Linked DNA regions of Mus musculus: all the other regions are linked to region 6. The links are chromatin contacts, called in public HiChIP or PLAC-seq and promoter capture Hi-C maps. All regions are on one chromosome and are shown on one strand. Each heading gives the region's core, a stretch centred on a gene start, on an enhancer-like site or on the middle of the called end of the contact. The rest is flanking DNA. Distances are from core to core; before and after follow the strand shown. Region 1 has its middle 12 kb from the start of Cldn4. Region 2 holds the start of Vps37d (vacuolar protein sorting 37D). Region 3 holds the start of Mlxipl (MLX interacting protein-like). Region 4 holds the start of Stx1a (syntaxin 1A (brain)). Region 5 holds the start of Gtf2ird2 (GTF2I repeat domain containing 2). Region 6 holds the start of Eif4h (eukaryotic translation initiation factor 4H). Region 7 overlaps Gtf2ird2 (GTF2I repeat domain containing 2).

Region 1 (2,916 bases), core at 307-2,806, 320 kb before region 6:
CCAAGGCAGCTGGCCATCTCCGTGGGTCTTGTATGCAAAGAAGCAGGGGCGTGTGCAAATGAAGGGAGGATGTGAGGAAAGGCAGGAAGGTGGAACTGTGGAACACTTAGGAGGCCTCCAAACATCCCAGCCCTGTTGCTTAAGCCCTGGTATAAAAAGAACATTGAATAATTAAAGAGTTCAAAACTAACCACAAGCTTGGCTGCTCTTGGCTCTGCTCCACTCCGTCTCCAGGGGATGCAGTAGATCACAGTGGGCTGTGCCCTTTCTTGGGCCTGGGTTGATGCAGAGCTGAGAGCCAGCAGGAAGCCAGAGCTTCCTGAGGTGCAGGTGGCAAAGGAGAGGGCTCAGCTGATGGCTCAGCTGATAAGGTATTTGTTGCACAAATGTGAGGGCCCAAGTTGGGATCCCCAGAACCCCTGCTGGACTTGATGGCTCCTGTTTATAACATGTGCAGGGAAGACAAGACAAATAGATCCACGGGGCTCCCTCAGCTGAATCAGGGAGTCCCAGGTCAAAGGGAGAGACCCTGCTTCAAAAAATAAGGTGTAGGGCTGGAGAGATGGCTCAGCGATTAAGAGCACTGATTGCTCTCCAAGAGGTCCTGAGTTCTATTCCCACAACCACATGGTAGCTCACAACCATCTGTAATGGGATCCGATGCCCTCTTCTGGTGTGTCTGAAGACAGCTACAGTGCACTCATATAAAATAAAATAAATAAATCTTAAAACAACAACAAGGTGTGCTGGTAAGAAGAATTCCTTTTCAAGCATGAGGACCCACGTGTCGAGCCAGCACCCATATGATATTAAAACAAGGAGCCAGCAAGATGTCTCAACAGGCAAAGAAGCTTGCCCCTAAGCCTCAACACTTGGGTGTGGTCCCTAGGATCAGGTGAGGAAGATAGATGAGAGTGGCATCTAGCACGTGCCCGTGCGCGCACACACACACACACACACACACACACACACATACATACCACACACACACATACACACACACACAAACACATACACACACACACACAAACACATACACACACAAACACAAACACATACATACCACACACAAACACATACACACACAAACACAAACACATACATAACACACACACATAAACACATACACACACAAACACACACACATACATACCACACACACATACATACCACACACACATAGACACACACACATAGACACACACATACATAACACACACACACACACAGACACACATACACACTGAAGCACATATATGTACACAGATACACATGGACAATGACACATATAGTAAGTCCATAGGCCCATTTAAACACACAAAGCTAAAGGGCCCAAAGCTGACAGCTGGACTTCCTGAGCCCAGGGAGAATCTGTGGGTGGCAAGAGAGAGTATATTATCCAGGGTGGGGAGGGATCGTAAGAGGCTGGACCTCTGCACCTGTTAGCAGGGAGGAATAATACAACCGATGAAACCGCTGAGTCACTCAGGCTGGAGCCATATAGACTTATGATCCCTGGACTCCTTGGGTTTTGTCCTTGTCACAGCTGACTCACTGGCTGTCTACCAGGGAGTCTCGTGGCCAGTCTGCCAGTTTCTCTCAGCTGCTCCATATGTGTCACAGGGACAGAGAGCTTCTCTCTCTCCAAACTGACGTCACCAGATATGTGAACTGTGCAGGGAGCTGGCCCTATCAGCTTCCCAAATGTACTCAGCCCACTGGAGACTAGGGCTAGGAAGTCGATTTCACGAGGTCCTGGCTGGTCCTGGCTCAGACAGACATACTGTCTCCTTCCCACCAATGAAGCCCAGTCTCTCTTTGTTTGGATGCCCTATTACCTACCCACAGCTCTTCCATTAACCCAACGCCTGGCCCAGTTACTCCTGCGAATCGCAGATGGCCAGGGCAAGGATCTGTTCAAAACTACCCACATTGGGCCTGGTAATGGAGGCATGTTAACCCAGCTACTGAGGCAGGAGAAACAAAAGGTCAAGGTTTTCCTAGGGTATAGGGTAAATTTAAGACCAGCCTGGGTAATTTAGTGGAACTCTGTCTCAAAATATAAGTGGGGCTGGAAGATTGCTCAGTGGTTAAGAAAACGTACTGCTCTTTCAGAAGATCTGAGTTTTATTTATTTTTAAATTATATACATGTGAGTTTGTGTGTGCGCAAACAAAGTTACAGGAAGCTGTGGGCTGTCTGACCAGCCTGGTCTACAGAGTGAGTTCCAAGATAGCCAGGGTTACACAGAGAAACCCTGTCTCGGGAAAATACACACAGACAGAAAGGAAGGAAGGAAGGAAGGAAGGAAGGAAGGAAGGAAGGAAGGAAGGAAGGAAGGAAGAAAAAAAGAAAGAAAGAAAGAAAGAAAGAAAGAAAGAAAGAAAGAAAGAAAGAAAGAAAGAAAGAAAGAAAGTGTGCTCAGTGGCACAACTTCTTAGCAGCCTTCAGCACGTGGAAGACAACTGGGAATCAGAAAACCAGAGAGCATCTCCCAGCAGAGAATGAAGCTTGTTCTAGCCATTACTGGAGAGGCCTGGGATGTCACATCAGCTCCCAGAACCTTGGTTTTTCTCATTTTTATTACCATCTGGCAGTTTAATTGGGACATAAGTCCAATTCCTGTTTTAGAAAGGTTCCTAGCCCAGTGCCCAGCCTATACAGGTTCTTAGGGAAGTTTGCTGACACTGGGGTTGCTTTGCCTGGGGAGGCTGCAGGGATAGGTAAACCGAGTTAGGGCATCAGATTAGAGAGACTTCGAGGGTCCCGGAGCTGTGTGGTGCTGTGAGCTGTGTGGGTCTGTGTGGGGGCTGTGTGGGGACTGTGGGTCTGTGTGGGGTCTGTGTGGGTCTGTGTAGGGCCTGTGGGGGCTGTGTGGGGCTCTATGGGGCTGTGTAGGGCTGACGGGCTGTCCCT
Region 2 (3,114 bases), core at 95-2,594, 440 kb before region 6:
GTTGTGACTGCTTTTGTTTGTTGGTTTGGTTTTAGACAGGGCCTGGACCTCATAGATCAGGCTAGGCTGGCTGACCATGGAACCCCGGGAGTCCAGCTACCTCTGCAGTACTGTGAGTAAGAACCTGAACAACCATGCTTGTTGGTTGGTTGGTTGTTGTTGTTTTGTTTTTCCCAGACAGGGTTTCTCTGTGTAGCCCTGGCTGTCCTGGAGCTCACTCTGTAGACCAGGCTGGCCTCGCACTCAGAAATCTGCCTGCCTCTGCCTCCTGAGTGCTGGGATTAAAGGCGTGCACCATCACGCCCGGTTTGTCTGGCTTCTTACCTGTGTTCTAGGACTTGAACTCGGATCCTCCTTGTGGTATGACAAACATTTCACATCTCTCTTGCTCCTACCATCTGTATTTTTGGGACAGAGCCTTTCTATAAAGCCCAGACTGGTATCAAAATCTAGATAATCCCCCTGCCTCAGTCATCATAGTGCTGGGATTATGCCACGTCTGCCTCTGCCATTCTGTGTTGCACTAAATGAGATTGTGCCTTAGCCTGTGGACTCCTTGTAGATGGGGAACAAGGATTGTCAATCAGAGTAATAGGACTTCAGGAACGTGATGTCATCTTTTGAGATTTTTAAAATCTGTTTTATTTTGTAAATTACCTTTTATTAATTTATTTTCTTGGTGGTGTTGGGGATGGAATATAGGGCATTGTAAACACACAGACTATGGCTAAGCGCCACTAACACTCTGTGACGCCTCGGTATCTCTAAAGTAACAGAAACTCAGGAAGTTAGTTACATATTCACCTGCCCTGCCCCAAAGGCACTCAGCATTCGCTATCTCAACGTTCATGGTGCTTCAAATCCCCCATTTCACAGATGAAAAAAACTGAGGCACAGAGGATATGAATGACGTGACCAAGTTAGCAGCCAGACAGGGGCTTTGGCGCCCAGCCCAACTCAGAGAGCTGTAGGTATCCAAAGAGGGGGATGTGAAAGAACCTTGCAAACTGTAGGCTCCTGGGGTGGGAGGGTCCGCGGTGAAGCGTGGCAGGATGAAGGGGCGAGATGAGAGGATATTTGGATTTCGAGACATAGGTGGGAGGATGGACTTCGGGAGAGAGCCCGCTTTGAGCGACAGGTTTGCTATGGCTCGGGAACACCCCGGCGGGAGATCTCCGGGTGCGGCCCGCCCCCTATCTGCCCCACCCCCAGTCTGGCCAGCCGCGGCGGCTGCCCCTTTAAGAGCGGTCAAGGCGCCCCCTGGTGGCAGAACGCGGCCAGCGCAGCGCGCGGCCGGAGCTGGAGCTGGAGCCGGAGCCCGGAGCCCGGAGCGGAGCCGGAGCGGAGCCGGGGCGGAGCGGGGCCGATCGGGCCGAGCCAGCAGCCGAGCTGGGGGCGCGGGCGGGCGGTATGTACCGGGCCCGGGCGGCGCGGGCGGGGCCGGAGCCCGGCAGCCCGGGGCGCTTTGGGATCCTCAGCACCGGGCAGCTCCGGGATCTGCTTCAAGATGAGCCCAAGCTGGACCGGATCGTGCGGCTCAGCAGGAAGGTAACGCGGGGGGCGCGGGCAGGAGGAGGGTGTGGGGGGATGGAGAGGTCGGGCTGCGGCCTGCGGGGACCCGGAGACCCAGCCAGCGGAGGCCACCCCCCTGGAGCTGCCAGGCCTCGGGATCATGGGAGCCTGGCACGTCCGAGTGGGCCCCGCGGAGCCGCCCCCGGGGGATGGGGGGCGCCCCGATCCAGCCTGGGGCGAGTGGTGCGGAAGGGGGGCGCCCGGGGATGCACCCGTGCACCCCGGGATGGCCGCGAGGCGTGCCCTCCCGAGGATGCTCCGGGGAGGTGTGTTCTGGGGGGCGGGAGGTGGAGGGTGAGCTGTGTTGTGGGGGGCCCTGGCTCAGCACACCCACGTTCTGTAGGGCCAGAAAGGGGAGGCGCCTTGTTTGGGGGGGGAGAACTGAAGGCCTGCTTGACACCTGGGGTGGGGAGGATAGCTGGGAAAATGGGGGGGGGGTAGTAATGCATTAGATGGGGAGGGGGCTTTGTGTCTGCCATTGGGTATGGGTCTTTGAATACAGAGGCTTGTATTCTGTAGGCCACCATAAGAGAAAGTTGTATATTTCACGGGAGACATAGGCCCGGGCTGGTTGTCTGTCGGGAGGGGGGTACAGAAAGAGAAAGTGTGTGTTACAAGGAGCCAGACGAGGAGGGGCTTGTGCATGGATCAGGGGACAGATGGAGGGAGCGCATTCTCCAGGGGCGGGGAGCTAGGCTTGGCCCTCCTAGAAACAGGCTCAAACAGCCGTCTTCAGGGCCCCAGTGCTGCCTTCTGCTAGGTGAGCAGCTAGCAGGGGCAGGGGACCACAGAAGCAAAGGGGGTGTGTGTTGTGTTCGCGGGGGCGTGTGGGGTTCCACTAGAGGGCCAACAAGGGGGTAGAAGAGATGAGAGGGTGACCTGAGTGGGGGTTGCTGGGAAGGTTCGGGGTGAAAACATCACTCCCCCAAGAGTCAGAACAGGGGGTGGGGATGCTTTCCACACAAACACCTGAGGAGGAAGCGAGACAAAGGCCTGGTATGAGAGGCAAGCTGTCCAAGCGGAGAAAATGGGACAGAGGAGGGAGGGGGGAGCCCTCCGGGACCTAAGCAGACATATTAATTGAAAAATTAAAAATTAACTAACATTTGTAGAGGCCTTCATAGTTTGGTTCACTTAAGTCTCACAACAGCTCGGTGAGCTAGGCGGGTTTTTTGTTTTGTTTTGTTTTGTTTATGTTTTGTTTTGTTTTTAATTGTAGTAGAAACTGGGGCCCAAAGAAAAGATGCAAGGCAAAGCCTGGTCCCTCCACCTGTTGGTCCTGTCACCCTTGCAGGTTGGGGGCTCCGGGGTGCCTTTGGCCAGGCCTGTGGTGGGTGTTGTGCAAGGGTGGACTTCAGGTGACCCTGGGCAGTCTGAGCCCAGGCCTCTTAGCTCTCGTCCACCGCAGTTCCAGGGTCTGCAGCTGGAACGGGATGCCTGCTTGGCCTCTAACTACGCGCTGGCCAAGGAGAACCTGGCCTTGCGGCCCCGCCTGGAGATGGGTCGGACAGCCCTGGCCATCAAGTACCAAGAGCTTCGAGA
Region 3 (2,970 bases), core at 354-2,853, 470 kb before region 6:
TGGCCCCTTCCCAGGCAGTCTCATGATGTCCAAGGGCGGGGGAGGGGCAACGGGACAGGGAATTTGAACTTTCCACATTGGTCTCAGCGCCCTGAACTATCAGGTTGCAACATGACCTGGGCTTGAGGCCAGAACTTGTGGGCCAAGGTTACTCTGCCTCCAGCCAATGGGGTCGCGTGGCTCTGCCGCCACGAGGTGGGCCACGCTCTTCCGCAATTCCCACCCCAGCTCCAGGTCCCCTGTGGGGCTGCAGGTGCCGGTCTACAGCCAGCGGTTCTACGAAGGGGAGGAGGCTCGCTGAAGAAGCGTGATATTTACAGAGAAGAAAGATCAAGGCCGGCCGATCCCCCTTTCTCTCCTACTGTTTTCGGTTGATAATTTATCCTCTTCCCACTGCTCCCGGGAACTTTGCTCCAGGGCACTGGGCCAAGACCCCAGTTCGCGCCCTCCTCGGGGACACATAGGTGGGGCTGAAGCTGGGTGCGGCCCCGGAGGTCTGAGCCGTAGTTACAGGGTTCCTGGCTGCCTTGCAGCCTCTTACCGGGTTCGGGGAGACCAGGTTTTCCCTACCCGACCTAGGGTGGACTGCAGCACCCTCTGCTGGCTCTGGGCAGGTGCTGGGCACCGTCTTCCCGCCAACCTTGACGTAGCGTTCTAAATCAGACACGGTGGCTCATGCCTGTAATCCCCGTATTTGGGAGGCCGAGATGGGAGTCCAGCCTGGGCTACCTAGCTCAATGCCAGCCTGAACTTTAGAGTGAGACTCTGGCTCACCAAACTAAATCAAGCCAAAATAAATGGTGTCTGGGCAAGTGAGCAAGAAACTGTTTCCATGTAAGTGGACACTGCCTATGAGGGCGACCACGGGATAACTGCAGCGTGCAGGGAAGAGTGGGACTTTGCAGGGACTGCTGAGGATGAACGAAACAGTCCAGGCATACCACGAGTGGAGGGAGGCAGTGGACGGGATGGGTTATAGTCTGAGGAGTGTGAAAGACACCTGGCATTTAAGTGCAAAAGCAGAAGAATCAAAGAGCGGGGGCCCAACCGTAGAAGGCCCTGCAAAGGTGGAGACAAAGGTGGAGGACAGGACAGTGGCGCCACAAGCAAGTGATGGGACACAAATGATTCATGAGGGTCCGTGGGTTGCGCAGGACCAGGCGAGGAAGATAATGCCTAAGTTGTGTCCAGCGTCCCCCGTAGCAGTTTGGGACAGGAGCCCCAGTGCGCGGTCCCACCACGGAAAGCTGGGACTCAGGCTCCCCGGTCCGCCCTCACCTGTAAGCCAGGCTCAAGCACTCGAAGAGGTGGGTGAGTGTCGGATCGATGCTGCGCGGCCCGAAGTCGGCGAGCCCCACGGGCCCCTCCTGGTCGCGTCGCCGGGTCAGCGAGTCGCTGTGCGGCGAAGACACCATGAAGTGTCCGCTGTGGATGACCTGTGATCGATGCAGGCCACCCGCGCTGCGCCGGGGACTCGGATCCTCCAAGTCCGTATCCGAGTCCGAGTCCGGGCTAGGGACGACCCGGGGGACCTGCAAGTTCACGGATAGATCCGCCAGCGCGCGCGCCATGGCCACTATTGTCGCCAACTCTCGGGCGCTCTGGAGAGCGCTTAACGTAGCCAGCTGCGCCTAATTACCATGGCCACGCCCCTGTTCTCCTGATAGGTCCTTGTGGTGGGCGTGGCCCTTAGTTGGCAGGTGATGTTTAAATTAGCATAACCAGTGAGCGTGGTGTGAAACCACTGATCCTGGAGCTTTGGCGGTGCTTCGCCTTTCTTTCTGTTGAGAGCACTTTTTAGTCTCTACTTTTCAGGTTTCAGAAAGTCTGGCTGGGGCTGGGACTGGGCTGGGGCTGGCTAGCGTGCACAAAGCCTTGGGTTCGATCCTCCGAACCACAGACACTAGCATGGGGGTGATTCTGTAAGTGTAACACTCGGGAGGTGGAGACAGACAGACAGATAGACAGACAGACAGACAGGAAAGAAATAAAGAAAGAAAGAAAGAAAGAAAGAGAGAGAGAGAGAGAGAGAGAAAGAAAGAGACAAAAAAAAAAATCCCAAACAACAAACAAGACCGCTAGCCGGTAAAAGCCTTTGCCACCAGGCTTGAGGACAAGAGTTCAAACCCTAGGACCCACATGTTGGAAGAAAATACTCGATTTTTAAAATTTGACCTCTGAGATCCATATGTATTCCTAGACACATAAACACTAGATAGATAGATGGAGAGAGAGAGAGAGATAGGATAGATAGATAGATAGATAGATAGATAGATAAGATAGATAGATGGATAACCAGAAATTCAGGGTCATCCTCTGCTTCATAGTGAGTTCAGTAAATCGCTTGCCTGCCTTCTTCACTTTCCCAGGGTCCTGTGCGGTTGAACCCCAATGCTTGCTTGTACCCAGGCGCTCTTATGATTGTCCTATGCCTCTACAGCAAAGTTCAGAAGTGGACTCTAAGAGTTCACCTTCTCTAGATCACCTCCCTGCACTCGGGCTTTCTCCTCGGGAAGTTCTCTCACCAGCCCTGAAGCCTAGCTTCTTTCTGTTCCTGCTTTTCTTCCTTTCCTTTTTTCTTTCTTTCTTTCTTTTTCTATTTTTGTTTTGTTGTTTTTCTAGGTAGGGTTTCTCTGTGTACTCCAGGCTGTCCTAGAACTCATTCTGTAGACCAGGCTGGCCTGGAACTCAGAGATCTGCCTGCCCCTGCCTTGGGAGCACGGGGATTAAATGCACGCACCTCCACCACCACCCAGAGATATGGAACTTTCCATGGAGAGTAGAATTTAAATTTTATGGTCTTCTTGTCTCTGCTTCCACAGCGATGGGAGTTTTATAGACAAGCTTATCTTTCTAGATATTGCTGAGGTCCTCAAAGACTTTCTCGGGGCCTGGGAGACAGAATGGAGATGCAGATGAAGCTGTTTGGAGAGCAACCGATGGTTGGGGGGTGAGATGAAGTAGAGTCAC
Region 4 (3,076 bases), core at 458-2,957, 380 kb before region 6:
GAAAGGCCTGTGTTCGTGGCTTGTGGTTTCCTCATACAATCATGACAGTCACACGGGTTGGGGCACACGTTGGGGTGACCACATCACTGCCATCTATCACCTGGACATGCTATCTGATTCAATCTGTCACCAGTCTGACACAATAGTGTGTGCTGTCATCTCAGCACTCATGAAGTCGAGGCAGGAGGATTGCTTTGAGTTTAAGACCCAATGAGACTATATAGTTCCAAGCCACCCTGGGGTACAGAGAAGGATTTTACATAAAAAAAAAAAAAAAACAAAAAACCGTAAAACATAAAAACACCGGAAACTTGAGGGCAACGACAAGGGGCGGGTGGGGAAGTGTTTAAACACTATATATGACTTGAAAGGCTGTCTGTTTCCTTTGAAATAGATGAGGCACTGGGCATCCAGCCAGGAATAATACAGGTCTGAAGGCATGTGGGGGTCGCTTGCAGGTCAGGAACAGGATGAAGGCTAGACTGGAGAGCATAGATATGGCTGGTATTATGGTAGAGGGATCCAGGCACAGATGGAGAAGCTAGGCAGAAATCACAGCCATTAGGTCAAAAGCCCCAAAACAAAACTTTCTATGAAGGGCTGTAAGTGGGGCACAAGATGAGAGGGATCTAGGACGCCACCCAGCTTGGGGGGACACCCAGAAATCAACGGGTGGGGTTTGCTGAGGAATCAGATATGACAATCTGATGTGGCGCCCTTATTTAACCCTCTCACGGGAGAGCTTAATTTCTGTCCCTCTAGGGTCTGAGGCCAGAGAAGGGCACTCCCCTGTGTTAAAAGTGGGGTCTCATGATTGAAGGATCATGGGCTCTGACTTAGAACCTTTCTACTGCCTTCTACTCATCTCGAAACCCCGCCCTAAGAGCCACACCCCAGAGGCCTCTCTCACACAGGTAGGAAAATAGATCCAGGTCGCAGTTAGACCTGGCAATCCGGGAAGGGTCTGGGAAATGACAGCCTGGGTTGCCTGGAAGCCCAAAGGTGGACCAAGGGTAGATATGGTTGAGTCCTTTAATCCAGAGCAAGCCGGGTATCCCTAAAGCGACCAGGGTGGATCGGGAGCCACAGGTGATGGGAGCCACAGGTGATGGGGAGCCCCAAGAGACGGCTCCCGCAGAGGCCACCCCCACCCGGCGGCCTCGTTTCCGCAGCGCGCCCAAGGATGGGGTTGGGAGGGGAACTCTGGGCAGGGGGGTGGGAAGGAAACGAGAGGTTCAGCCTCCAGGGGACAGTGCAAGGACGGTGACAAGCGGGCGAAGAACGGTCACGATTTTGCATCCCGCCACCGAAACCCCTTAACAGCCCTCCAAATCGCCCCAAACAGGAACGCCCTGAAAAGTTCCTCAAAACCCCAGGTTCTAGCCATCAGTCCCGGTGCTGAAGGGCTCGAGTCCGTGACCAGAAGTAGATCGGAGGGGTGGGACTCCCATGGGGGTTCGAGGGTCCCTCAGCTTTGCAAGGCTCCCTCCGTCCCCTTGTAGGTGCCTCGGTGGCATGCCGGAACAAAGTGGAGAATTACAAGACGCCGGGTGAGCGGCGCACGAGGATCGGACTCACCGTGCGGAGCTCCTGGGTTCGGTCCTTCATGCTCCCGGGAGTGGCAGTAGGCGCCGGCTGCAACCGAGTAAGTCCCGCATGCGCGGATGCCGCCCCGCGGCTGCGCAGCGCCAGCCCGCGCCCCGCCCCAGTCCCTGGGACCCCCAAGCCCAACCCCAGCTGGCCACGCCCATCATGCTTCCACGCCCGGATATATCCCGCCCAGGGCTCCGCCTACGGGGAGCGCAAAGGGGTACAAACCCAGCCCTCGGGACCTGGTTCCTCCCCTCGTCAACTAGTGATCTCTGTCTAGATGCAGCTCCAACTCCTTGGCCCTTCTCTGCCCCAGCCCCCACCTCTGCTCAGCCACCCATTATCTAGATAGACCCTGGATTCTGACTCTTAGAGTCCTTCCTTTCCCCTGGATTTGCTGGAGTGGAACCCTTTCCACTTTGTTCAATGATAGTCTCACTGTGTAGCCCAGGCTAGCCTTGAACACCTGCTCCTACCTCAGCCACAGGAGTACAGGTTTTGCAGACATGAGCCTCAATGCCAGGTTTGAAAATCCCTTCTTGAACCGACCCCCGGCAACCCCCTCCAACCACCCATCCTGTCCTGAGATGGCTGAACAGGTAAAGATGCTTGCCACTAAGCTTAAAGATCTGAGTTCCAGCGGGGTGATGATAGCACATGTCTTTAATCCTAGTAGGCAGATCTCTGAGTTCAAGGCCAGCCTGACCTACAGAGCAAGTTCCAGGACAGCCAAAGGTACGCAGAGAAACTCTGTCTTGAAAAATAACAAACAAACAAACAAACAAACGATTGGAGTTCTAGCCCTGGGCCCCACGTGACTGAAGAAGAGCATTGGATTCTGTAAATTGTCCTCTGACCGCCACATGAGTGAGCTCCGTGCTTCACATATATGCAACCACACGATGGAGGCAGGAGGCACATGGCCAAGTGAATATAAAGTAAAATAAAGCCCTCTCTGTAGTGGTCAATTCTAAACCTTCCCACCTTTCTGAGCACCCCCCTGTCTCCAGACCGGGTTGCTGCCTCTTTACTCTCCCCAGAGTTTCTCAGCTCACCTGTTCGATTCAATTTGACTGCCTTTCTCTTTACACACAATACATACATACATACATACATACATACATACATACATACATACATACACAAACAAATAAATGAAATGTTTAAGATATTTAAAAGGAAAAAAAAAAAAAGCTTGCCACCCCCACCCCTCCATGCCTCCAGCCCGGAGTTCAAATGCCAGGCCTGACGTCTTATTTCCTGTGTGGAAGCTGTAGGCTGTTCAAACCTAGGCCCAGTGGAAAGATCTCAGTGGTCCCTGCAGAGCAACGTGAACGGTATGCTGGTCCCTGTAGAGCAACGTGAAGAGCCTGCCGGTTGGCAGACATGTACCTTTTAGCTTCCTGCCAGCATCTTGTTACAGAGTACACACACACACACACACACAGACACACACACACACAAGTGGTCTCAGGCTTTCTTGACC
Region 5 (2,905 bases), core at 386-2,885, 460 kb after region 6:
CCTCGGTCCTCTGTAAGAGCAGTAAACGCTTTTTTTTTTTTTTTTTTTTGAATGTTTTTTGAAACAGGGTCTCTCCGTGTAGCCCTGGCTGTGCTGGAACTTGCTCTGTAGACCAGGCTGGCCTCGAACTCACAGGAATCTGCCTGTTGTACGACACCATGTCCGGCCTGCAGTACAAGCTCTTAACTGCCATCTCTTCAGCCGCCTCCCTTCCATTTTCTTTCTTTCTTTTATCCTGTAACTCTCTGAAATCCTCCTGCCTCAGTATCCCCAGTGCTGGGCTGACAGACACATTTGAGTTACCACACTAGGCTTGAGTTCTGTTATTTTGTTTTTATTTTACTTTGGAAGGAATTCTTTTTCTGACTTGCATTGTATTTTAAAGGATGAGTTTTCCTGTATCTCAATAAAGCGGCTATAATTTATTTAGTGACAAGGTCCCACTGTGTAGCCCCAGCAGGCCTGGAACTTGCTATATATAGGCAGTCCTTGAACTCTCAGATCCATTTGAAGGCCACCGTTGCCGGCTCATTCTGGTTCTCTGTGCTGAAATAAGTACATTCTAGAATAATGTTTTGGGTGCAATAGGTTAAATACATTACTATAGTGAATTTTAATTTGTAAAAATTTACTTTAAATTTTAAAGTTACTAAACATTTTAAACGTTTTAAAATAAATTAAAATTTTTTTGAGCCAGGCGATGGTGGCGCACACCTTCAATCCCAACACTTGGGAGGCAGAGGCAGGCGGATTTCTGAGTTTGAGGCCAGCCTGGTCTACAGAGTGAGTTCCAGGACAGCCAGGGCTACACAGAGAAACCCTGTCTGGAAAAAAAAATTTTTTTTTTGATTGTTGTACTAGTTGTTATGGCCATAGGCCACCTTGTACTCTCAACCAGACCAGACACAAGCCACATTTTGGAGGCTGGGCCCTTTCTTCCGTTCTCTTCATCGACCTAAACCACTGGCTGCCACAAACACCAAACGCCCCCATAATCCTGGAGCCAACAAGCAAAGCCAGCCGCCGAAGGTGGAGCCAGAGCGCCGTTGCTAGGCAACCGCGATGGCCCCGCCCCTTCCCCTAACCAATCAAGGGTTTCTAAACACAGCGCAGGTACGTCAGGTGGCGCGTGACCTCGGCACGCACCGGGCGCAGCTTTCCCCGCCTCCTCGCCCCGTCACAACCAATCGAAAGCGAGATTTTGGTGCGCGCCTGGCGTGCGAAAGTCGCCTAACCCCACGTCTTCCCCGCCCCGCCCCCCACTCTTCACGGCCCGATCGCGGTAGGGAAAATGGGGGTCGGCGCTGACCACCGGGCGCCCGAAGGTCCCGCCACGCACCCCGAGAGATCGCTCTGCCCCGGCGGGGACTCCCGGAAGCGGAAGTTGTGAGGGAAGCGGCGGCGGGATACGCACCTGAGGGCCCTGCTTTGCGGGCCGCGCCGGGGGTCTGGAGCCTGGCTTGCGCGTGCGCAGCGGCTCTGCGCCGGCGACCGCAGCTCGGGGGCCGCGGGCGCCTCCTCTCCGCTCCCTTCCTGTTTTTCGTTTTTATTATTTTTTCTCCCTCTTTTTTATTTTATTTTTTGTCTTTGTTTGCTTCCTGGAAGGAAGGTCGGCTTCCCGCGCGTGGCCGAAGCACCCCCGGTGGGGACGGCCACTTCCGGTGCGCTGCAGGACGGCTTCCGCGAGGCCGCCGGCCGGGCTGCGTGGCGTGCACGTGGCTTCGCGCCTTCCCTGGATGTGCATGGCCGTTCTGGATAGATAGAGATATTTTAAAATGTGGTTGTGCGTGCACGTGGAAGCGGAGAGGTCACCCCACGTGTTACTCAGGCACCCACTCCCCCCACCCCCCGCGACAGAGTTTTTCTTGTAGCCCTGGCTAGCCTGCGTTGTAGACCAGGCTGGCCTCGGACTCAGAGTCCACTGCCTCTGCTTCCCGAGTGCTGGGATTAAAGGCGTGCGCCATCACACCACCTACCTTTTAGGACATTGCATTTCCTTTAAAACTAATTTTTGTGCCTGTGTCAGTTCTATGTTCTTGTGTTTGCGTGGCTGCATGTCTCGGGAGCTATTCGTAAAGCACCATCTGTTGTAAGTATTTTGCCACCCTGTTTATATGCACCACGGGGAGGCCAGAAGAGGTCACAGTATCCCCTGGACCAGGAGTTTCAGACGGTATGGATGCGGGAACTGATCAAGTGTTCTTAACCACGGAGCCATCCCTCCAGCCCCACTTTACAAGGGTTCCAGTTTTATTTGTTTGTTTGCTTTAAAATATACTGGAAAGGGGGTTGGAGCAGTGGCTCAGCTGTTAAGAGCTGATAAGTGTGCTTTCAGAAGACCAGTGTCTGTGTCAAGCACAGCACACGTGCCTGTAACTCGCATTTCCAAAGGATTGGAATCCTTTGGCCTCTGTATGCACCCACACCCGCTTAAAAAAAATAAAATATTTAAAAAATACTTTTAAAGATTTGTTGCTTGGTGTACATGCCATTAATACTAGCATTCACAAGGAAGAAATAGGCAAATCTCTCTGAGTTTGAGGCCAGCCATGACTACATATAAGATCCTGTCCCAAAATAAAATGAGAACACTTTGTTCATATCAGGAAAGGCTGTGTAGCTTCCGACATAGTTTGTATTTGCTCGTGTTCTTGAGCTGGCTCCAATAAATCCTTTCCTCCCAGGTCACAAGTGGGTCACTGATTGCTAGATCCTATGGTGTTCGTCCAGCCTGAAAATCTCTTGCTCTGGCTACTTGTCAAAATCAGGTCACTCACCCTTGCAATGTGGCCTTTTAGGGCACAGTGCTTGGTGGCTGTTCTGGCTCCCACTCAATCTCCTTTCTTCCCACTCTCAGATTGCCATGACGTTTCCTACTTTCTGTCTCCAAGCTCTGCTGTCTGCC
Region 6 (3,143 bases), core at 542-3,041:
GATTTCTCTGTGTAGTCCTGGCTGTCCTGGAACTCACTCTGTAGACCAGGCTGGCCTCAAACTCAGAAATCCGCCGGCCTCTGCCTCCCAAGTGCTGGGATTAAAGGCATCCGCCACCATGCCTGGCCCAGCTGGTTATTTTATTTTGTATGTATGGGTATCTTCCCTGCATGTATGTCTGTGTACCTCACGTGTACCTGATACTCTCTGATCTTCTTGGAGGCTAAAAGAGGTTGTCAGATGCCCCTGAAGCTGAGTTACAATTTTGAGTTGCTATGTGGTTGCTAGAGATAGAAATGAAGCCCCTGGAACATTAGACAATGAGTGTCCTTAGCCTCTCCTGCCCCTGGGGTTTGTTCTGTAGTTTTGTTTTGTTTTTTTTAAAACATTGTGTCTTTGTGTGTCAGGGGTACAAAAAAGTGCTGTAAAATTCAGAGGTTCTCCTTCTTCTTGGTTTTTCAAGGCAGGGTTTTTCTGTGTATCCCTGGCTGTCCTCGAACTCACTCTGTAGAGCAGGATGGCCTCAAATTCATAGATCCGCCTGCTTCTGCCTCCAGAATGAGGGGAGTAAAGGCCTTTGCTACCACTTCCTAATTTAGGAGTCACTTCTTAGGAGCTGTCCATCTTGGTTGAATTTTTTTTTTTTTTTTTTTTTTTTTTTTTTTGAGACAGGGTCTATGTACCTGGTCCTCCCGCTAGATGTGTGTGTGTGTGTGTGTGTGTGTGTGTGTGTGAGAGAGAGAGAGAGAGAGAGAGAGAGAGAGAGAGAGAGAAAGAGAGAGAGAGACTCATCTTCTACCATGTGGGTCCTGGGGATCAAACTCAGGTCAAGCTTGGTAACAAACATCCTCACTCACTGAGCCCACCTGCCCACCCTTAAAATTTCTTTTTCAGAGCAGACTCCTGCAAAAATAAAACATATCTAATCTCTTATCAGTTCAACTACAAACAGCCTCATCTTCACCACCCCTCCCCAATACCCAGACAGAGAATACAATTTGTTTTGTCTTTATAAGATTTATTTTGTTTTTTATTTATTTTATTTTATTTTGGAGACCAGTCTCAGTCTTCCTAGAGTAGGGATTACAGATATTTACCACCACGTCGTTTGTAGCAGGTCTCAAAAACAAAGATATTTCACTTCGTCTTGTTCACACACACACACACACACACACCATTCTCACTTACAAGCCTTCTGCCCTTGGTCATCTAGGGACCTCTACCTAGAACAGGTTGTCTTCCTTTTAGCTTTACCCAGGGACCATTTGTCCTGAAGAATTGTGCCCAAGTGGGACCAAGTGGGGCAGACCTAGGGCACTTTAATAAATCTAACGTGATACCAGAGATCCCAACATAGTGGCACACTGTCACCCCAGCCCTTGAGAAAGGGAGAGAGCAAAAAACAAAAAAACAAACCCAAAAAAACAAAAAACAAAACTAGGGGTTCAAGGTCATCCTCAGCTACAGCGCCCCAGCTCCAGGCCAGCCTGGGCTCCACAAAACCCAAACTGAATCTAGTGACAATGAGAAAGCAGCGTGCAGGGTGACAGACAACGCCCGAGGGGTAGGTGACCACGGGGCAGGGCGGGGCAAGGACAGTAAGAGGCAACCACGCGTGAAAGCAGCAAGCTAGCACACAATGGGCCTGGGAGGGCAGAGCGTGCGCGCGGCGCCCCGGGGGCCGGCCGCCGCACCACGTGGGCCGCAGAGCGCGCCGGGGCCAGCAGCGGGCCCCGTCGGCCCAAGGCCGGGCGCGGCGGCGCGCGCATGCGTGCGTGCGACTTGCGATCAGGCAGCGCGGCGGACAGCCCCGGTAGCGGGGCGGGCGGGGGGAGGAGGAGTTATATTGCGGGGTCCTTCCTCGCTGGCCCGCTGGTTCCTCAAGGAGCGGAGACGGCAAATGGCGGACTTCGATACCTACGACGATCGGGCCTACAGCAGCTTCGGCGGCGGTAGAGGGTGAGGCGAGCGGGGCGCGGTCAGGCGGGCCAGCGGCTCGGCCGGGGGGAGTGCCGAAAGGTTCGAAGGGGGAGGCGGCCTTGCCGCGCTCACTCGAGACGGGCGGCGGGAAGCGGCCTGAGCAGGCCCGAGGCGAGGCCTGGAAATGGCGCGCTCCGGGAGCGGCTGGCGACGGTTAGGCTGCGGGTCTCTCGCTTGCTCGCGGCGCACATCCTGCCCTCGGCTCCGCGCCGGCCCCGGACCCGGCACCCTGCGGGGCCTCGGTCGGAAAGTTAGATCACAGCGACACCGGAGGGTTTCCCGGGGATACCAGTGCCCGCCCGCCGCGTCCAGCTTTCTCCCCAGCGCGCTCCGGGCTGGGATGCAGCGCGGAAGCGGGCGGCGGCGGCGGAAGCGGCCTGCCCCTCTCCAGGGTCCCCGCTGCCTGGCGGAGCCCCTGGGTCGCTTCTGCGAGAGGCCCGCCGGCAGCGAGAGGGGCGATTTCCCTTCCGATTCGAGTCTGGATGCTGGGACCGTCGGATCCAGCGAGGGAGACAGGGAGCGGGGACCTGAACCAAAACAAATCCACCGTAGTGGGGAGTGTGCGTGGCTCTTTCTCTCTGCCTCCCTGGCGTTTCGAATGCCTTATTGACAGATACTACGTGTCTGCTGGCGGAGATTGTTGATTTCTTCCCAGTTTCTTCCCTGACCTGGGGAATCGCTTTCGCTTCGTTCTGATTCCGGTCAGATAAAGACAACATACTTTAAAACCAGTCCTCCTCCCACCTCCCTAAATCCTTTACTGATGAATAGATAGCTCCTGGTGCATAATTCCAAAAAACGGGCGCCCGGATAGTTTGTGCCCTTTTAAATAACACGTTACCAGCTGGGGTTGTGGCTCAGTCACAGAGCGATTGTCTAGCATATCTTGGATTCAGTCTCCTGCCAAACAATAGAAATAAACAAGCATCAGCCACTTGCTTTTTTTTCTTTTTTTTTTTTAAGCTTATAGGAGTTTTATGGGACAATTTAATCGTCTTGTTTATTTGTCAAGGACACACTTGGCTTTTATCCTTTTTTACAGCAAAGGTGACTTGCCCGGAGAATATCACAATAGTTGTACTGAGGTGTTGGGTTTCCTAGGTGGCTGCCCCCAAAGTGTCTTTTGTTAGGTGAAGAATGATCACCTTTAAATACCTGGGTTT
Region 7 (2,900 bases), core at 175-2,674, 420 kb after region 6:
TAGGGAGCCAACAGTGACCTTGGCGTTTTGATCCTAACTCCACCTCATCAATGTGAGATGGTTGGCATGTGCCACCATCTCCAGCTTCTCTCTGGCCTTTAAAAAAAAAAAAAGACAGGGTATTTCTACATAGCTCCGGTTGTCCTGGAACTTACTATGTAGACGAGGGTGGTGGACCCAAACTCACAGATCCACATGTCTCGCCTCCTGAGTGCTGGGAGTAAAGGTATGGACTACCACGCCTGGCATGTTTACTGTTTTGTTGATTGTTTTTGTTTGTTTTTGAGACTGCCTTACTTTGTAGCTCAGGCTGGCCCTGAACTCCTTCCTAGTGGGCCTCTGGCCACAGTTTCCTCAGTGCCGGGATTACAGCTGTGGGCCACCTTGCCTAACTTCCAAGAGAGCTTTGAAATATTAAAAAAGGGACCAAGCAAAGGAAATACACGACTTGCCAAAGCTTTAGACCTCAAAAGTGCCAGGGTAGAGTCAGCCCCCACCTAACTCAGGTGAGTAGTGTGGTTATATGTGCACGTGTTAGTGGGGATTGAGTTTGTGTGTTTTGGCTTTTTTTGAGACAAGGCCTCACTGTGTAGACCAGGCTAGCCTACAACTCATGCAATCCCCAGGGCTGGGATTACAGACCTGCGGCAGCATACTGGGCTCGGTGTGTTGGTGTTTGAAGCCACTATACAGTTAAGTGGAATAATTCCTGACAGCATAAATATACATATATATATATGTATCTTAACAAGTTGTAGTGGGGCTGGAGATGTGATAGAGTGCTTGCATGCTATGCAAGAGGCCCCCCTGGCTTTGATACCCAACACCACATAAAACCCGGTATGGTGCCAGGAGCCTGTAACCTAGCACTTGGGAGGCAGAAGCAAGACGGTTTCTGTGACTTAGAAGGCAGCCTGGACCACATAATAAATTGTAGGCAAGTGTCTGGGACTGAAGGAGTGAGACACTGTCTTCAAAACACCAGACAGCTGGGTGCAGTGCTGTGTACCTGTGACCCAGCAAACGGGAAGCAGAGGCAGGTGGATCTCAGGGAGTTTCCAGGCTGGGCAGAGCTGCACCTTGAGACCAACAATAATAAAAACCAAGGAACAAAAGAGAAGTAAAATAAAAGGTAAATAGGGCTTTGGGTGTAGGTCAAAGGTAGAGCACTTGCCTAGGTCTCGAGAGACCTTGGGCGTCATCCCCAGGCCCTTAACAAACCAAACCAGCACATCTGAAAGGCCACCTGCTTTACTGGCAGGCTCCAGGCTGCAGGTGGGAGGGCCCTGTGCTAAGTGCCCACCATGACACTACACAAACCATTGTGTCCTGCCATGTTCCTGCTTCTCAAAATACTCACCATTACTGAGTTCAAGTCCAGGAAGTGGTCTGCAGGGAGACAGGGGAGGAACAGGGGAAGGAAGTCTGTTTTCATTCGGCCCAGCTAGCTGTGTCTCCACACTTCTGGTGGTGTCGACACAGTGCTAGCTAGGCAAACTCGGAAGTGAGGCTGAGGGGGGGAAACCCACAATGGTCAGCAAGATGGCTCGGTGGGTGAGGATGCTTGCTGCCAAACCCGAGACCCGAGTTCAATCTCTGGGGCCCACGTGGTAGAAGGAAAGAACTGACTTTCATAAGTGTCCTCACACATGTGCCATGACAAGCCCCTCATACATAAGTATAATAAAAAATAATGAGAGGAACAGGACCAGAGGCACAGCTGCAGAAGCAGAAGAGAGTGGAATGCCTTGGAGCATCCTGACTCCAAGATGAAGGGTGGCCCCTCCCCACCCGGCTGGTCTCCTGGCTGGGCTCCAGACTTGCTCACTAGGCGGCTGCCCATCTCCAGCTTGCTCTAGGGGAGCTGGGACTCACTCACCTAATGACCGTGAACTTGATGAAGTCTGCAGCATCCAGGATCCTCCTCATGGAGCTGATCTCCAGATACCCGGGGGCTTTGAACACCACCCCCGGAGGCATGCCATCAATCACCACACAGCCAGGGTTGAAGGTGATTTTCCTGTAGGGAACCTTCACGGGGAAGTCCACTCCGATCGCCTCCCCTGTGATGAGAGGTGCGGGGTAAACTGGATGCCTCTGTGCCTTAGTTTTCAAAGCTTTAGGTTTTTTGTTTGTTTGTCTGTTGTTGTTGTTGTTTTTGAGTCAGAGTCTATGGACTTGAATTCTTAAATGCTTGGCTCACACGCCAGGCTTCCTGGGCTCTGTCTTTAGTGTCAAGAGCTAGACCTGGAGGTGCACATCTGTACTTGAGTAGCCAAGAGGTAAGGTTACTGGAGTCTAAGTGTTTGACGTCAGTTGGGCCAAGACAGTGACATTGCTGTCTCCAAACCCAACAATGACTGTGCTGAACCTGGTGGCACAGGCCTAGGATCCCAGCTATTCAGGGGGCTAAAATCAGGAGAATCAAAAGTTCAAGAACTGCCTACTCCCTGGAGATTTTTGAACTACCCAAAAACAGCACAGGGCAGTAATTCCGGCACTTTTCAAGAATATCTTGATTGAATTCAAGACTGGCCTATGTCATACAGTCACAGCCTATCTCAAAAATAAATAACTAGAAAAGAAATTTCGGCAAGTGATTATAGCAGGACTAGAGTACTTTCAATGTTCAGTACTCCATTAAGGGGTGGGGTGGGTAAAGTCTATAAATGTTGGAGGTGGAGAGATGGCTCAGCAGTTAAGATCACTTGCTGCTCTTCCAAAGGACTGCGTTTGTTACTAGCACCCATGTTGGGCAGCTCACAGGTGCCTGTAACTCCAGCACTAAGGGCTCTGACGCCTTCTTCTGGTCTCCAAGGACAGTGTCTTCGTGTGTGCATGCCCTCCAACACACACTTAAGTGTAATGGATGTGTGCCAACAACAGAAACTTACCAAACT

Evidence for each region. Promoter capture Hi-C pulls out the DNA fragments that hold promoters and counts their contacts. HiChIP or PLAC-seq counts read pairs in DNA pulled down with a chosen protein or histone mark.
Region 1: an H3K4me3 HiChIP or PLAC-seq map of bone marrow-derived macrophages shows a contact between it and region 6, with 5 times the contacts expected there. The contact joins the enhancer-like site here to the promoter of Eif4h in region 6. A contact is called at or near these places in 5 of 39 promoter capture datasets (the 3T3-L1 cell line, cranial neural crest, frontonasal cranial neural crest and 2 more), 6 of 115 datasets of contacts at active chromatin or transcription factors (bone marrow-derived macrophages, craniofacial prominence, embryonic limb bud and 3 more) and 1 of 9 other capture datasets (liver).
Region 2: a promoter capture Hi-C map of second pharyngeal arch cranial neural crest shows a contact between it and region 6. The contact joins the promoter of Vps37d here to the promoter of Eif4h in region 6. A contact is called at or near these places in 5 of 39 promoter capture datasets (cranial neural crest, frontonasal cranial neural crest, liver and 2 more), 1 of 484 Hi-C or Micro-C datasets (erythroblasts) and 3 of 115 datasets of contacts at active chromatin or transcription factors (bone marrow-derived macrophages, embryonic stem cells and pancreatic cancer cells).
Region 3: a FOXA1 HiChIP or PLAC-seq map of pancreatic cancer cells shows a contact between it and region 6. The contact joins the promoter of Mlxipl here to the promoter of Eif4h in region 6. A contact is called at or near these places in 1 of 39 promoter capture datasets (cranial neural crest) and 1 of 115 datasets of contacts at active chromatin or transcription factors (pancreatic cancer cells).
Region 4: a FOXA1 HiChIP or PLAC-seq map of pancreatic cancer cells shows a contact between it and region 6. The contact joins the promoter of Stx1a here to the promoter of Eif4h in region 6. A contact is called at or near these places in 4 of 39 promoter capture datasets (cranial neural crest, frontonasal cranial neural crest, maxillary cranial neural crest and 1 more), 5 of 484 Hi-C or Micro-C datasets (CD4 T cells, cardiomyocytes, embryonic stem cells and 2 more) and 3 of 115 datasets of contacts at active chromatin or transcription factors (embryonic stem cells, microglia and pancreatic cancer cells).
Region 5: a contact with region 6 is called in a promoter capture Hi-C map of pre-B cells. The contact joins the promoter of Gtf2ird2 here to the promoter of Eif4h in region 6. A contact is called at or near these places in 19 of 39 promoter capture datasets (3T3-L1-derived adipocytes, the C10 cell line, the HPC-7 cell line and 12 more), 2 of 15 datasets of contacts at CTCF or cohesin (embryonic stem cells and large pre-B cells), 23 of 484 Hi-C or Micro-C datasets (B cells, CD4 T cells, CD8 T cells and 14 more), 28 of 115 datasets of contacts at active chromatin or transcription factors (the 230-238 cell line, the SCID.adh cell line, T-cell acute lymphoblastic leukemia and 18 more) and 5 of 9 other capture datasets (adipose tissue, embryonic stem cells, liver and 2 more).
Region 7: a contact with region 6 is called in an H3K27ac HiChIP or PLAC-seq map of microglia, with 4 times the contacts expected there. The contact joins the enhancer-like site here to the promoter of Eif4h in region 6. A contact is called at or near these places in 2 of 39 promoter capture datasets (cranial neural crest and maxillary cranial neural crest), 1 of 484 Hi-C or Micro-C datasets (erythroblasts), 3 of 115 datasets of contacts at active chromatin or transcription factors (bone marrow-derived dendritic cells, microglia and thymic regulatory T cells) and 2 of 9 other capture datasets (liver and pancreatic islet).

The regions. Positions count from the first base shown.
Region 1 is chr5:134,957,956-134,960,871 of GRCm38.p6, reverse strand. No RefSeq gene overlaps it. Among named protein-coding and RNA genes, the nearest start is that of Cldn4, 12 kb to the right of the region's middle. Within about 2 kb of position 1,556, at least 135 of the 459 cell types and tissues checked have an H3K27ac peak or open chromatin away from gene starts, as enhancers often do. A contact at or near this core is called in bone marrow-derived macrophages and pancreatic cancer cells, where this site is marked.
Region 2 is chr5:135,076,496-135,079,609 of GRCm38.p6, reverse strand. It overlaps Vps37d (vacuolar protein sorting 37D), which reads left to right and starts at 1,344. Exons shown (of 4, transcript NM_001199677.1): 1 at 1,344-1,548; 2 at 2,981-3,114. The coding sequence starts at 1,411.
Region 3 is chr5:135,105,524-135,108,493 of GRCm38.p6, reverse strand. It overlaps Mlxipl (MLX interacting protein-like), which reads right to left and starts at 1,603. Exons shown (of 17, transcript NM_021455.5): 1 at 1,279-1,603. The coding sequence starts at 1,571.
Region 4 is chr5:135,022,113-135,025,188 of GRCm38.p6, reverse strand. It overlaps Stx1a (syntaxin 1A (brain)), which reads right to left and starts at 1,707. Exons shown (of 10, transcript NM_016801.4): 1 at 1,579-1,707. The coding sequence starts at 1,608.
Region 5 is chr5:134,182,768-134,185,672 of GRCm38.p6, reverse strand. Gtf2ird2 (GTF2I repeat domain containing 2) reads right to left here and starts at 1,635. Exons shown (of 16, transcript NM_053266.1): 1 at 1,415-1,635.
Region 6 is chr5:134,638,057-134,641,199 of GRCm38.p6, reverse strand. It overlaps Eif4h (eukaryotic translation initiation factor 4H), which reads left to right and starts at 1,791. Exons shown (of 7, transcript NM_033561.2): 1 at 1,791-1,959. The coding sequence starts at 1,901.
Region 7 is chr5:134,213,130-134,216,029 of GRCm38.p6, reverse strand. It overlaps Gtf2ird2 (GTF2I repeat domain containing 2), which reads right to left. Exons shown (of 16, transcript NM_053266.1): 13 at 2,895-2,900; 14 at 1,880-2,063; 15 at 1,361-1,389. Among named protein-coding and RNA genes, the nearest start is that of Ncf1, 15 kb to the left of the region's middle. Within about 2 kb of position 1,424, at least 84 of the 459 cell types and tissues checked have an H3K27ac peak or open chromatin away from gene starts, as enhancers often do. A contact at or near this core is called in erythroblasts and microglia, where this site is marked.